Linked DNA regions of Sus scrofa: region 2 is linked to region 1. The links are chromatin contacts, called in public Hi-C maps. All regions are on one chromosome and are shown on one strand. The core of a region is the stretch at or near the end of the contact, and the rest is flanking DNA. Distances in the headings are between cores, read along the strand shown.

Region 1 (6,554 bases), core at 3,343-5,842:
CACGGCAATGCCAGATCCTTAACCCACTGAGTAAGGCCAGGGATCAAACCTGCGTCCTCGTGGATACCAGTCAGATTCATTTCCACTGAGCCACGATGGGAACTCCTGGGTGAACTCTTTAAATTGGTATTTGATGTCTTCTGCTTCCTGCTATCGAGCCCCCTGCTTATTTCTCTAACCACCCCCACCTCTTTCTTGCAATACTCTATGATCCAGCCACAACCTACTTCTCCAAAAGAGTCTGTTCTTCCATAAAAAGCATATTCTTGCTTATCCCCAGGACTTTACAAACATTGTCCTCTCTGCCTAGAATCAACTGGCACCCACTCCTTTTATCTGGTTAATTTCTATTCTTTCTTCAGTCTTAGTTTAAACATTTCTTCAGTTGGACCTTCACGGACCCATAGGTGCCCTCGCTATTTGCTCCCTGTACTTCCCAAACCATAATAACCATCAGTCCTTATTGTAATTACTTGCCTGTTACCTGTTTTCTTCTAGAACAAAACTTGGAGAGAGCAGAGACCGTGTCTATTTCATTTGTACCTGTAGCCCCAGTGGTTACCACATACATTGAATGAATATAAGTTAATGATTTGCCACATGATATCAGTATAAGTTTAGTATGTGCAGCTTTTTCCTGGAGAGACTGATGGTGTCTTTCATTTGAGTTTAGAGTGTCCTGCTTATACCACCAGGAAATAACCTTATTCCAATTTAAGATAATGTCATTCTTAATTTTATTCATTAATTCAGTAATAATTTATATGCTTAAACAGTCATAGTTACAGAATGAGACAGAACCCTGAATAGCCGAAATTAACCCCGTGCCATGCCAACCTCTGTTATACTAATATTTCTGTAGTGTCTTCCCCTTTTCTATAGGTGTCGTGTTGAAATTATGTGAGAGCCCAACAAACTGAAAATGTCTAAACAGCTATGAAGTGCCATATACCCCAAGGTCATTGAAGATTTTCACTGACATCTGAGCATCAATTTGTTTAACCCCAATGCCATCCTTGTGGGTTTTAATGTTTCTGAATTTTTAAAAAGACTTCTCAGTTATATATGCAAAGTATATATACATTGTGATGAAGAAACAGAATTATTTCAGTGATAATTTTCATAGTATTGGAAATACTGTTGATTGGCTGCCAGAGCGCATTGGTCATCTGCTTCTCCCTTGTCCACCTTCAAAGAAGAGGCAGGCAAAGTCAGATACCCACATCCCCAGCTTCTCTTGCAGGTGAGAGTTTCCCTGTGATGGTTCTGGCCAGGGAGATGGGGAAAGGATATGTTCTTTCCCTAATAAGAGATGGGGGAGGGAGCAAAATGGTCTTGCCTACCCTTGCTGCCTTCCTGATCCCTGCCTTTGAATGCAGTTTGATGTTGGAAATTGTGGCAGTCATCTTGTGATGATGAAGCAACCAGCCTGAGAATGAGCGGCTAACATGTCAAGGATGGCAGAGTGGAAAAAACCTAGGTCACTGATGACACTGTTGAGTAGCTGATCCAATGGTAGTGACCACCTACTTCCAGGCTCTTTGCTATATGAGACAATTCCCCCATCTGCTTAAGCCGCTGTTATTGAGTACTCAGTTATTAACACCTGAACACAATCTGACTGATGCACCTAGTTACCTTAACATTTTCTTCACGGAAACTTAAATGGAGCTAAATTACAGACACCTGATCATTTATAGTGCGCTTACTTGTTTGAAGAAATCCAGAGAAGACATAACTTCATTTAAAAGGCTTGGTCATTTTAATTGTGGAAAGCAGGGAGGGGCTACCTCTGGCCACAATGCATGGTACAAGTTATGAGGGATGCATTTTGCAGAGATCTTCTGTGTCACTAAATATCCCACTAGGAGCTGGGAGATCTAGGTTCAGATAAGATGCTCAGCTAAATATGGGACCATGGACATATATTTGTCTCTGAACTTGTTTTCTCAGATGATGTACCATTTGTAGGAGGCTTTCTTTGAAAGTAACAGAAAATCTAACTCAAAATGGCTTAATCAGTAAGGAAATTATTCCAGCGATATGATCAGAATGTAGCGAGTTGGAGAAACAAATGGTTGATAATGTCATTTGAGGTCACAGGTGTGGGCTCTGGCAGCATCTCCACCCTGCTGCCCCTCAGTTCTACCTTCATCTTGGGTCTGACTACCCTCATAGATACAAGATGACTGCTGGAAGCAATTGAGGATGCATATTTTTTTGTTCAAGGCCAGTGTGATGGCTGGGACAGGGTGGGGAGAAACAGGGTGTTTCGCATCCATAACTGGGGGCAGGGGAAAAGCCCTGAGCTTTGTGCTGACTCGAAGATCTTGAACCACTCAAGGCCAGTGACCAGGTCTTGCCAAGAGCTGATTAAGTTAAACAAGTCATGGTGGCATTCTTCCCATTTGTAAATGACAGAGTGGGACTGGCCAACCTCTTAACTTTCCAAATCTAAACCTGCTGTGATTTGAGCAGAGTGCAAACCCATCTCTGTAGTAGTCTTTACCATTCAACTCCACTTTTATCATTGTCCTTTTCTACTTCTGAGCATAGGTCTCTGTGGAAGATAAAACTCCAAAATGAAGTTGTAAGCCTTGGCATAGCTCAGGCTTGGACTGGGGAAGGGAAGGGAAGCTAACCAGGTGAGGGGTCGCTGTGTACTTCAGGGCAGAATGGAGCGACACCTTATGCATTAGGATGGCCATGCCAACTTGGAGTGAGTGACTTGGAACTGGGGGACCGTCACAGGAGGCAACGTTGCCCAGACTCTAAAGCTCCCTTCTGTAGAGAATGCGCACACTCTTTGGAAAGCGGGGAAAAACATCTTCCCTTCGATTCGCTTTAAAGAAGGGGGGGGGGAGGGGTCTAGTACTCAAATCCTTAACACTGGCGAGTCTCTCTGCCTGTTAAGGGAGCGGTGAAGGGTTTGCAGAAAACGTTTCTGAAGAGAAAATAGGATTTGGGTCTCCACCCCTTTACACACTTTGATAAATACTATCTTTCTTTTTTTCTTTCTCTCTCTTTAAAAATTATCGCACTGAGAATTTTACCAGATGATTTCGAGAAGCTGACTTATGAACTAATTGGGCACTTCTGCTATGCAGAAGAACAAAGACTTTTTTATTGGTCCTCAACTGAGGCATATACCTGTCTGATGGCGTTGGCTCATTCCGCACATGCTCAGTTGAACAGAAATCTTCATATTGAATACAACCTAGCACAGCGGCAACACCCATAACCTCACTCCCTGGCTGACCCTGTACATCCACTCCCTCTAGTTGCGTTTTTATCCTGACATGCATAACATTTATAGGGAGTAAAAGGTGCGGAGTAGGTACTGGGACTTAGGAGGGGGCAATATACAAAGGAATTTAGCGTCTCTGTATGCTCCTGCCTTCCTGACCTCTCTCTAGGCTGTTTCTCTAGGCAGGCTCTGGATAGATATTTTGAGTTTGGGGCAGAATTCAGGAGAAGCTGTCTATAATTTGCCATTTGTTGTTGCACACCTTCCTGGACAGTTTTTGTTTGGTCCTTGTCTTGTAGGTGGACGACCCTTCTTCCCCAGCCCTCGTTTTCACTGAGGAGTGACAGAGTGGCACGAAAAGCATCCGCCGCCTAGCACGATCTGGAGTGACAACCTCGCCACCTCTGTTCTTGTTTTCCCATTCATTAGGACTCTTTCCCAGCAAAAACCGGGAAAGGCTTCGCGTGATTACAAAAGGAGGGAGCGGCCGGGCTTCTGAGCCCCTAGCCTCACCGAACCAAGAACGTGCGTTCGGTCGCGGACCTTTTGTCCTCGACCCCTCCCGCGGCTTGGTCGCGAGGGTGACGACCCTGACCCACCCCCGCCGAAGCAGCTGCAGCCCGCGCGCCCCAACCCCCCGCCCCTTCTAGATTCCCGGCGCCCGCCGGTTCACCGTGACGTGACCCGCGGCGCACGCATGCGCCGCTCAGCCCCGCTCCCTTTCCCTCGGCCACCGCCTCCCGACGGGCTGGAGTGGGCGGGGCCTGCGGTTCTGGAAGCCGCGCGGTCGGAGGGGGAGAGGGCGTGTCTGCGCGAGGCGGGTGCGCGGGGCTTGCGAGCTGGTCGGCGGCCGAGGCGGAGGAGGAGCTGAAGGCGGCGGCCGCGGCTCCCGCCCGCACGGAGAGCCAGTCCCGCGAAGCCCCCTCCCACTCCCAGGCGGGCGGGCGGCGGCGGCGGCGGGAGGAGGAGAAGGAGGAGGGAGCGTCTCTGCCGCCGCCTCCTGGTCCCCAGCGCCGATCTGCCGCCGCCACCTCCCTCCGCGGTGATCCTCCCTCCATGGTCCTGCCGCGGCCCCCCCAGTAGCCCGAGCTGCCCCGCGCCGCGCCGGAGCCAGCCTCAACAGAGGGAGCGGTCGCGGCCTCGCGGCTCGCGCGGGCTGACAAGAGGAGAGCGAGGCGCCGCGCGGTCCCCGAGGATCCGCACGCCGGGCAGCGCGGCCCGAGCAGCGCGAGGAGCAGCGGGCGGGCGGGCGGCGCCGGGCCCGGGCCGCCCTCGCTCCAGCGCCCCGGCCCCGCCGCCCGCGCCGGGGCGGTCGCCCGCAGAGGAAGGCGCCGCAGTCTCCGGGCCTCGCAACCCCGCTCGAGTGTCCTCAGCACCGGGGCTCGCGGGTCCTGAGGGGAGGAGGCGAGTCAGGGGCCGGGCACTGAGCTCTTTGGCGCCCCCACCCCCGTTTTCGGAGCCCTCCACGCTGCGGCCACTGTCCCCTCCGGACCATGGCCGACGACGACGTGCTATTCGAGGATGTGTACGAGCTGTGCGAGGTGATCGGCAAGTGAGTCTCCACTCGAGGGAGCGGGAGTGTGGGAAAATGCATTTCAGTGATGCCCCGGTCTTCCCGCACCCGCCCCGGGCCTGCCCCCTGCCCTCCCTCCCGCCTCCCTAGTCCTCCTCGCCTGCGAGTATTTATAGACGTGTACCTGGACCTCCTGCGGGGCGGGGGTCTGGGGGCTTCTCGGCGATCTTTGGAGGCCGACGAGCCGAGGTCGGCCACCCCTTGAGGCGTGGGGCCGGCTGAAATCTGCTGTCTGCATTTTATCTGACGGTTGCACAGGGACGTGGCAGAACCGATTTTATAGTTGCTTCCTGGGAACAGTTGGGCTTATTGTTACCTTGCGTGTACCACAGACCATTAACGAAAAGAGCAGCTTGCATTTCCTTTGCTTCCGTGGAGAGACAGAGAAAGAACGTCCAGGGTTTTAAATTGTGGGGTGTGTGTCTATTGTGCAGGGTATTAGATAGATGCCTTTGTGTTCACCCCATGCCTGGATTGGAGGGGGTCATCTAAGACGGGGTGCGTCCAGTTTCAGCAAATTCTTCACCTAGTGTAGACCAACATGGAAAGAGTTGGGGGGTTCCGAATTTTATAATGCCTCGTTATGCAATGACTGTTAAATCAGCGTTCGAGGCTTCCCTCGACTGTTGTTGGGATGGTGGTTAGCGTGGTAGAGCCGTCTGCTTTGAGTCACCGGGCTGGTCTGGAATATAGAACTGACAGTCCAAATGCTCATCCTTTCATCTGTGTTGTATAATTACACTAGGGAAAAGCAGGGAATCAGATTAATCACAGTGCTGATTGAGAATTAAATCTGCAGTTCCTCATCTAATTGTCCATTCCTTAAATCTGTTTTGAATAGTTTCCTTTTCATTCTTGTCAAACAGTATTCCAAGTGCACAATCCTGCTAATTTGCTTGTGAGGGAAATGCTGGCGATCTGAAGTTGATTTCCTAGTTCAGCGTGTGTTCTGTGGCTTTAGAAGTTGGGGAGATAAGATTTAAGAGCAATTTCTGCTTAGTTATTAAGAATTGCTAGATAGCTACCATTGAAATTTGTTACCTCTTTTTAGAAGCTCTGCTTTATTGTCTATTTTAAGGTCCGCAGTTGGGAAATGAAACCAAGACCTTAGAGCAATTGGCTTTATCTCTTTTAAGTTGTCTGCAGTACTGGATTTCAATTTGTTTAAGTGCTGATAACTCATTATTTTTCCCTCCATGTTGAGGTATTACAGTATTGTCTCATATGGTGAAATTGTGGGTAGAGCTTGCTACATACACACTTTCCTCAGACCCAATTGATACAAGGACATGTTACTCCTTGCCCCTATTGTTACATGACCAGCCTGTCTACTAGAAGAACGATATCCAAATGTGCCCTCCTAAAGTGGTTGTGGAAGTGGCTCTAAAGCAGGACTGCAAAAAATATACAAAGCGAACCCCATATGTAATTGTATATATGCAAATTCTACATATGTAAAATTTCTCATAGCTACATTAAAAAGATTAAAAGCAAGTAGGTGCAGTTGATTTTAATACAATATTTTCTTTTACCCAATACGTCCAGATTATTATCACCTCAACCTGTAATCAGTCTAGAAATCTTTAGTGAGCTATTTTATTTAACGTCTTTTCATACTCGGTCTTCAAAATCCAGTGTGTATTTTACACTAAGCACACATTTCTCAATTCTGACACTAAAGCTAAATTTTCATCGGAAATACTTGTTCTGTATCTGGGTTTCATAAAATTTGCA
Region 2 (6,425 bases), core at 362-2,861, 1.4 Mb before region 1:
CTTGCATACCAGAACCAGTCTTTTAGAAACACCAGTCCACTTCATTGCAGGCACTCAACAAGTGTTTGGTGAACAAATCGAATAAGCTAATGAATGAAAGGAGGGAAACGAGAGAAATACTTCTTTTTCCTCCTCTCTACCAGCACCTGCTTTTCTGATGCTCCGACGACATACCTGCATGGTTTTGCTCTAAGTGGCTGGAGTTGTCAAAGCAACAGCTCCTGCCAATCTCTTCTCTGGTGATTAAGACTGTTAGCCTGAATGGGCCAAGTCAAAAGCTTTCTCCACCCAAATTACTCTGTAAGCATGTTCAGAGTCTCCTCAAAAGACTTCTCCATAAAAATGGCTACTTTGGGGCACCCTCCTTACTCCCTCTCACCTGCTTTCTCCCTTTCTAAATCAGATCCTGCCAGTGCATTTCAGAATTGCTTAACATTCTTCCAGGTCGTGGACAGATGAGTGTGGGACTCTAGCTGGAGCTGAAACACAGTTCCTCACTTTAAGCCATTTTACCAATTATGACAACAAACCTAAGTGACAATTTAATATATGAGTCATGATGAGGTTTCCAGGAAGATCCGAGAGAAGCCTCAGGCAGCATTCAATTGGTCAGCTACACACCCAAACCAGGACGGGGTGGGGGGAAACAAGGTGGCCAGCTGGCTCATCACAGGACAAGATTCAGGCGGTGGAGAAGGAGATGAAAAGGGCATTCCCTTACCTGCCCTCAGCCGGTTTCACAGAGGGATTCTCTCCGGGCAATAAAAAGCCCTACACTTTCTGCAAGTTCCAAAAACCAACCAACCAACCAACCAAAAAAACAAAACAAAACAAAACAAAAAAAAACACCCAGGCAAGGGGTAGGTTGAAACTAAGAGCCCCCCCCCTTAAACCTTTTCCTAAATGATTCCTCTCCTTTCCAGTTACCAAATTTTCTAAGGAAAACAGGTGTAAGAAGATCGGGACTTGAGTTAACACTATGACTACCTCCATACTACAAAAATCTGTATAGTGACTGTCTGTTTAGGGCAAAGGAGGAGAAATCAAGCAAAGCAACTGCCTCAGGAATCGGAGTGGGGGTCTTAAAGGGGAGAAAATCATTGTCCCTTCCCAGGTAGGTGATCCGACCTCTGGACAGTTACCTCAGTTTCTAGGTTTTGCGAAACTGGGACGCACAGAGTACCCACCTCGCAGGACTGCTGAGGATTGAGAAAATCCACGTAAACCGCTAAATACGACTGCACGGCAAGAGCTAGTTAAATGTTAGTATTTCATAGTAGTAGTAAAATGACTGTTCCTGCCTCCCCCCGGTTCACACCGCCAGCGAAATCGGCTCAACCCCACTCCCTCCTGGCAGGATCCGGGGCCCGGCCACGGTGGCACTCTCGCGTGCACAAGAGAGGACCCCCCCAAAAATAAACCCGCCACCCTGCGACTGCAGGTCCCCCACCCCGGGCCGGCCAGGGTCCCTCGGGGCTATCGATGCAGTCCACACTGACCTGAGATGCCGCCTCCTATCACGACTACGTCGACCATGTGGCCCGCGTTGTTCGCCTTCTCCTGACGCTCCATGCTCTGGCCGAGGCTCTCCCGGGGCGTGGGGATAGGAGTGGGGCTGGCCAAGGGCGGAGCGGACTTTTCTACCGACTCTCGGGGGGAGCCCGAGGGCGGAGCCGATTCTTCCATCGATACCCGGGTGGAGTCGGGCGCTGAGGGCGGAGCGGGCCCTGGTACTGGTACTCCCGGAGAACCCGGGGGCGGAGCCCATCCTTCCACCGCTGTTAGGGGGTAACTTAACCCTAAGAGCTGGGTGGACTCTTGGGTCGACACTTGGGAGTTCATGGGTGTTAGAGGTCCTGGTATCGAACTCCGGGGCGTGCTGAGCACTGAGGGCGGGGGAGACCCTTGGATCGACACTATGGAGGAGTCGGAGAGCGGGACAGATGCCTGCACCGAACTCCCGGAGAGGCCGAACACCAAGGGCGGGGCAGACCCTCTTACCACCTCATGGGACGGTTCCAAGAGCGGGGTGGATCTTTGTTCAGATAGTCGGTGGGAGTCGGGTACTGAGGCCTGGCTGGACTGTTGTACTGACAGTCGGGGGGAGTTATAAGGTGTGGGGGGTACCTGCACCGAACCCCAGGGGGAGCCCTGTACTGAGAGCAAGGATAACCCAAGTACTGACGCTTCGGGAGTGTTAGTGGGTGGTGGAGGTGCTGGTACCGATATTCTGAGGAAACCGGGCATCGAGGGCGAGATGGATCCTTGTACTGGCCCTCGTAGGAAGTTATTGGGTCTAAGAGTTTCTGGGACTGATTCCCCAGGGGAGGCGGACACGGAGGGTGGGGTGGGCTCTTGGGGGGACAACTGGGGGGAGGCTGAGGGCGGGACAGATCCCTGTACAGATTCTGGGGGGTTGCTGGTGTTCAGGTTAGAGGCTGGGGCGGCCCCATCTGAGGTGGTCGAGCGGGGGTCAGACATGGGGATCCGGTTGCTCAGGCCGCGGGCGCCAAAGCCCCAGAGGCCAATCTTGATGTCCTTGTCAGTTATCGGGCCAGGACTGGAGCCGAGTCGCGAGGGCGCGCTGAAGCTTCGGGAGTGTGTTACGTCTGGTGAGGACGCGTTCGACGGGGAGCTGGAAAACGGACGGGAGGCAGTCCGCCACTCAGAATGGATGCTCCACGCGGATGTGGAGGACGTGGCCGCGCCCAAGGTGGAAGCCGGGTCGGAGATCCGGGCGGTTACCGGGTCCTGGGCTCTGGACGCGCGCTCTCCCTGCCGCCCGCTCCCGCCGCCGCCAGTGGAAGCCTCTGAGTAGGGAGCGCTCATTGTTCTGGAGCGCGCGGGTGGAGGGCGGGGCTGAGGGCGAGGTTCTGGTCTCCTCCGCCCCTCCCTCACAGGCGCGCTCCTCAGCCGCCCAAGTGGTGCCTGATCCGCCCTCTCGGAGGCCCGCCGCCGGAGCCAGGCTCACTCGGGGGCGGGGAAACGAGGGCTCCGCCTTCCCCGTCTGTACCGGGCGCGCGCGCGCGCGGGAAGCCCTCCCTCCTGGTGTGGCCCGGCAACGCCTCTAAAGTGGGGGGGTGTGGCCAGAGAGCGTGGGCGTGGCCACGTGGGGCTTTCAACCTGGTGCTTTCATTGTTACGCTGAAAGGCGGGGGGTAACTGGGCTGGTGCCCGGGGGGAGGGGCTGGTGCTTAGAGCAGCGCGTACTGAAGGAAGCGGACCTGGAAGGTGTGATGGCAGGGCCCCCCCCAACCTGGTCTTGCTCCTTTGTGACGTCACAAGTGGCCGTTGAGGTCTGCGCAGTCGCGTCTCGCGAGGGGGCGGGGTGAAGTGGGCACTGTGCCCAGAGGGGCACTTGGCGGTTATTTGTTCTCCGATGGGGGTTTTTTTCAAGCTGATGTTGTTGTTGTTGTTGTTTTAAGCTGATGTTCTTAACCAAAATCAAAGCAAGTAGGAGACAAAATTAAGAACTCAGCTACCACGGATGAAGTGAGACCTGAAGTTTAAAAGCGAAGGTTGAAAACAAGCAAACGAACATGTGTTAAAAAAGGGCTATTTAATGCATATGTTTTATTGTGCAGTCAGCCTCTTGTCTTGCTAGTTTTATCCCTTCCTTAAATTTCCTCCTTATCCTCCTAGAGCTGAATTTGTCATCGTTAGAACCCTCAAAAGATGTCATTTTGACAGGAATTCAAAGTGATGAGAACTCTAGGAGTTTCACTAATATCCATTCCCACTTACAAACATTTCTCTTGCCTGCCTGCCTGCCTGCCCGCCTCCCCTACCTCCAATCTGTATCAAATAATATCTTGTTGAGGAAACCGTACATAAATACAGATTTAGCTTTTTCCTTATCCGATTTTAATAGCTTTTACTTTCTAGCAAAGGAGTTGAGACTTTTGACTATAAATTGGTATACGTTTTTAGACTTTGAAGCAAAGAGAGAGGAAATAATAGATATAAAGAATTCAGCCCTTTTTTAAAAAAATGATCTTTACTCTTTCCATCATAGCTTGTTTACAGCGTTCTGTCAATTTTCTACTGTACCGCAAGGTGACCCAGTCACACATACACATATACATTCTTTTTCTCACACTATCATGCTCCCTCATAAGTGACTAGATAGAGTTCCCAGTGGTATACAGCAGAGTCTCATTGCTTATCCATTCCAAAGGCAATAGTTTGCATCTATTGAATTCGGCCCTTTCTAATGTGACTCTTTCTCCTCAGTCCCACTGCTTTGATTTCTTTTCATTCACGTATTTAATTTCATACTATGTGCTAGGCTCAGGGCAGGATACTTGGGATATACTGGGGATGCAAGTCAGTTGGAGATTTTCATTGAACACGCAGAGGAGCTGTGGAGGAAGTAACTTGGTGTGTCAAGTCAAACTCTGAGAAATACTATTTTGGAACTATCCATAGTGATAAAGTGTTAGGGTGTCCCAACCATTCTGGAGGTTATCTTGGGGGGGGGTATGTAAAAATGTCCTAGAGAGAACAATGTGGGTGAAGGCCCTGTGGTAGAAGCATGGTTCATTGGAGCAGCTGAAAGCCAGCCAGTGAAGCTCCGGCAAGGGGAGAAGCCAGGAGACAAAGCTGCTGAGGTCAGCTGAGCCAAAGTAAGATCTTTCATCTAAACCAGTGGAAGCCACTGAAAGATTTTAAGCGAGGAACAATATGATAGACTGAATTTTGAAAAGATCCCTTTGTCTGCCATGTGAATGATGGGTCAAAGGGGCCAAGAGTGGATACATACAGGGAGACTATAGTTTGGAATTCTTCAAAGAGATGATGGCATCTTGGACTAAGGTCAGTGGTGGCGGTGGAGCTGGAGACCTGTGGACATATTAGAGACATTTATACGTAAAAAGTGACAGCGCTTGGTTGTGACTAGGATTTGGAAGATCATAAGCATGTTTTTGGACATGTTGAGTTTCAGATGCCTCTGCAGCATCCAAATGATGATCCTATATAGTAGGAAATTGAGTATAAAGCCTGAGATTCAAAGTGGGAGTTCAGCTGGAAATAAAAATGGAGGAATCTTACTATATAAATAGTGGGTGGAAGAGATGGGCAGAAATAGGAGTATTGTTCTCTCTTCACTTTACTTGTTTGAATTGTATATTTTGTTTACCTTTTGTAATAAAGAAATAAAAGTTATTTTAAGGTAGCTAAATAGGAGTTCCCGTTGTGGCGCAGTGGTTAATGAATCCGACTAGGAACCATGAGGTTTCGGGTTCGATCCCTGGCCTTGCTCAGTGGGTTAAGGATCTGGCGTTGCCGTGAGCTGTGGTGTAGGTCACAGACGAGGCTCGGATCCGGTATTGCTGTGGCTATGGTGTAGGCCGGCGGCTACAGCTCTGATTCGACCCCTAGCCTGGGAACCTCCATATGCCGCGGGTGCCGCCCTAGAAAAGACAGAAAAAAAAAAAAGATAACTACATAAATAATTGTGACATATCCTGCAAGTATTATTTCCTTCCTTTGTGACCTTGGGCAAATTGCTTAACTTCTCCTCAACCCGTCTCCTCAACCGTGGACTTTCTTAAGTTGTTGTATAGAGTTTCTGCAAGATTCCAGCAGAAAACAGCAAACTTCAATCATATCATTTGAAGACAGTATCCTAAAGAAAGTATTTTAAAAGATGTGGGAAGGAGTTCTCCTGTGGCTCAGCGGGTTAAGGATCCAGTGTTGTCACTGCCGCAGCTTGGTGCAGGTTCAATCTCTGGCCTGGGAAGTTCCACATGCTTCGGGCAAGGCTGTAAACAAAACCAAAAAGAAACAAAATCTACAGCTACTCTCTAAGTGTTGGGAGTCAAAATTGCGACTACACACTGTATTGTACTGGGACCAATTAGAGGGCCCCTAAACAGCCTATATTATTCTGTATATGAATTCAGAGAACATATAGCCAATAGTGCCTAACACATATATTTTCTTTTTACAGCCGCACTGCAGCGTATGGAAGTTCCTGGGCTAAGGGTCGACTGGAGCTGCACCTGCCAGCCTATGCCACAGCCACAGCAACATGGGATCCGAGCCTCATCTTTGCCCTGTGCTGAAGCTTGTGGCAGTGCTGGATCCTTAACCCATTGAGTGAGGCAAGGGATCAAACCAGCATCCTCAAGGACAATATGTTGGGTTCTTAACCCTCTGAGCCACAATGGGAACTCTGTGTCTGACATCTTGAATGATGCCTAAGAGTCATATAGGTTCAGTTTATGGGATCTCAGTGGAATTAAACAGAAAAAAACCTCAGCCATTCTGCCCTGAAAAGACCAACATCTAAGCTGGCAAACCGTGCACACATGTCACTTCTGGGCAGAGAGGCCTTTCTCTCACTTGCTCTTTTTGGAGCAGGGGTGGGGGGCATGCCCGCAGCATGTGAAAGTTCCTGCACCAGGGATCAAACCCATGCCA

Evidence for each region. Hi-C and Micro-C count contacts between places; a contact is called where the count stands out from the background.
Region 2: a Hi-C map of liver shows a contact between it and region 1, with 3 times the contacts expected there. The contact joins the promoter of MAOA here to the promoter of CASK in region 1. A contact is called at or near these places in 1 of 5 promoter capture datasets (liver) and 1 of 47 Hi-C or Micro-C datasets (liver).

The regions. Positions count from the first base shown.
Region 1 is chrX:37,533,761-37,540,314 of Sscrofa11.1, reverse strand. It overlaps CASK (peripheral plasma membrane protein CASK), which reads left to right and starts at 4,592. Exons shown (of 26, transcript XM_003360270.5): 1 at 4,592-4,799. The coding sequence starts at 4,741.
Region 2 is chrX:38,925,641-38,932,065 of Sscrofa11.1, reverse strand. It overlaps MAOA (monoamine oxidase A), which reads right to left and starts at 1,611. Exons shown (of 15, transcript NM_001001640.1): 1 at 1,500-1,611. The coding sequence starts at 1,572.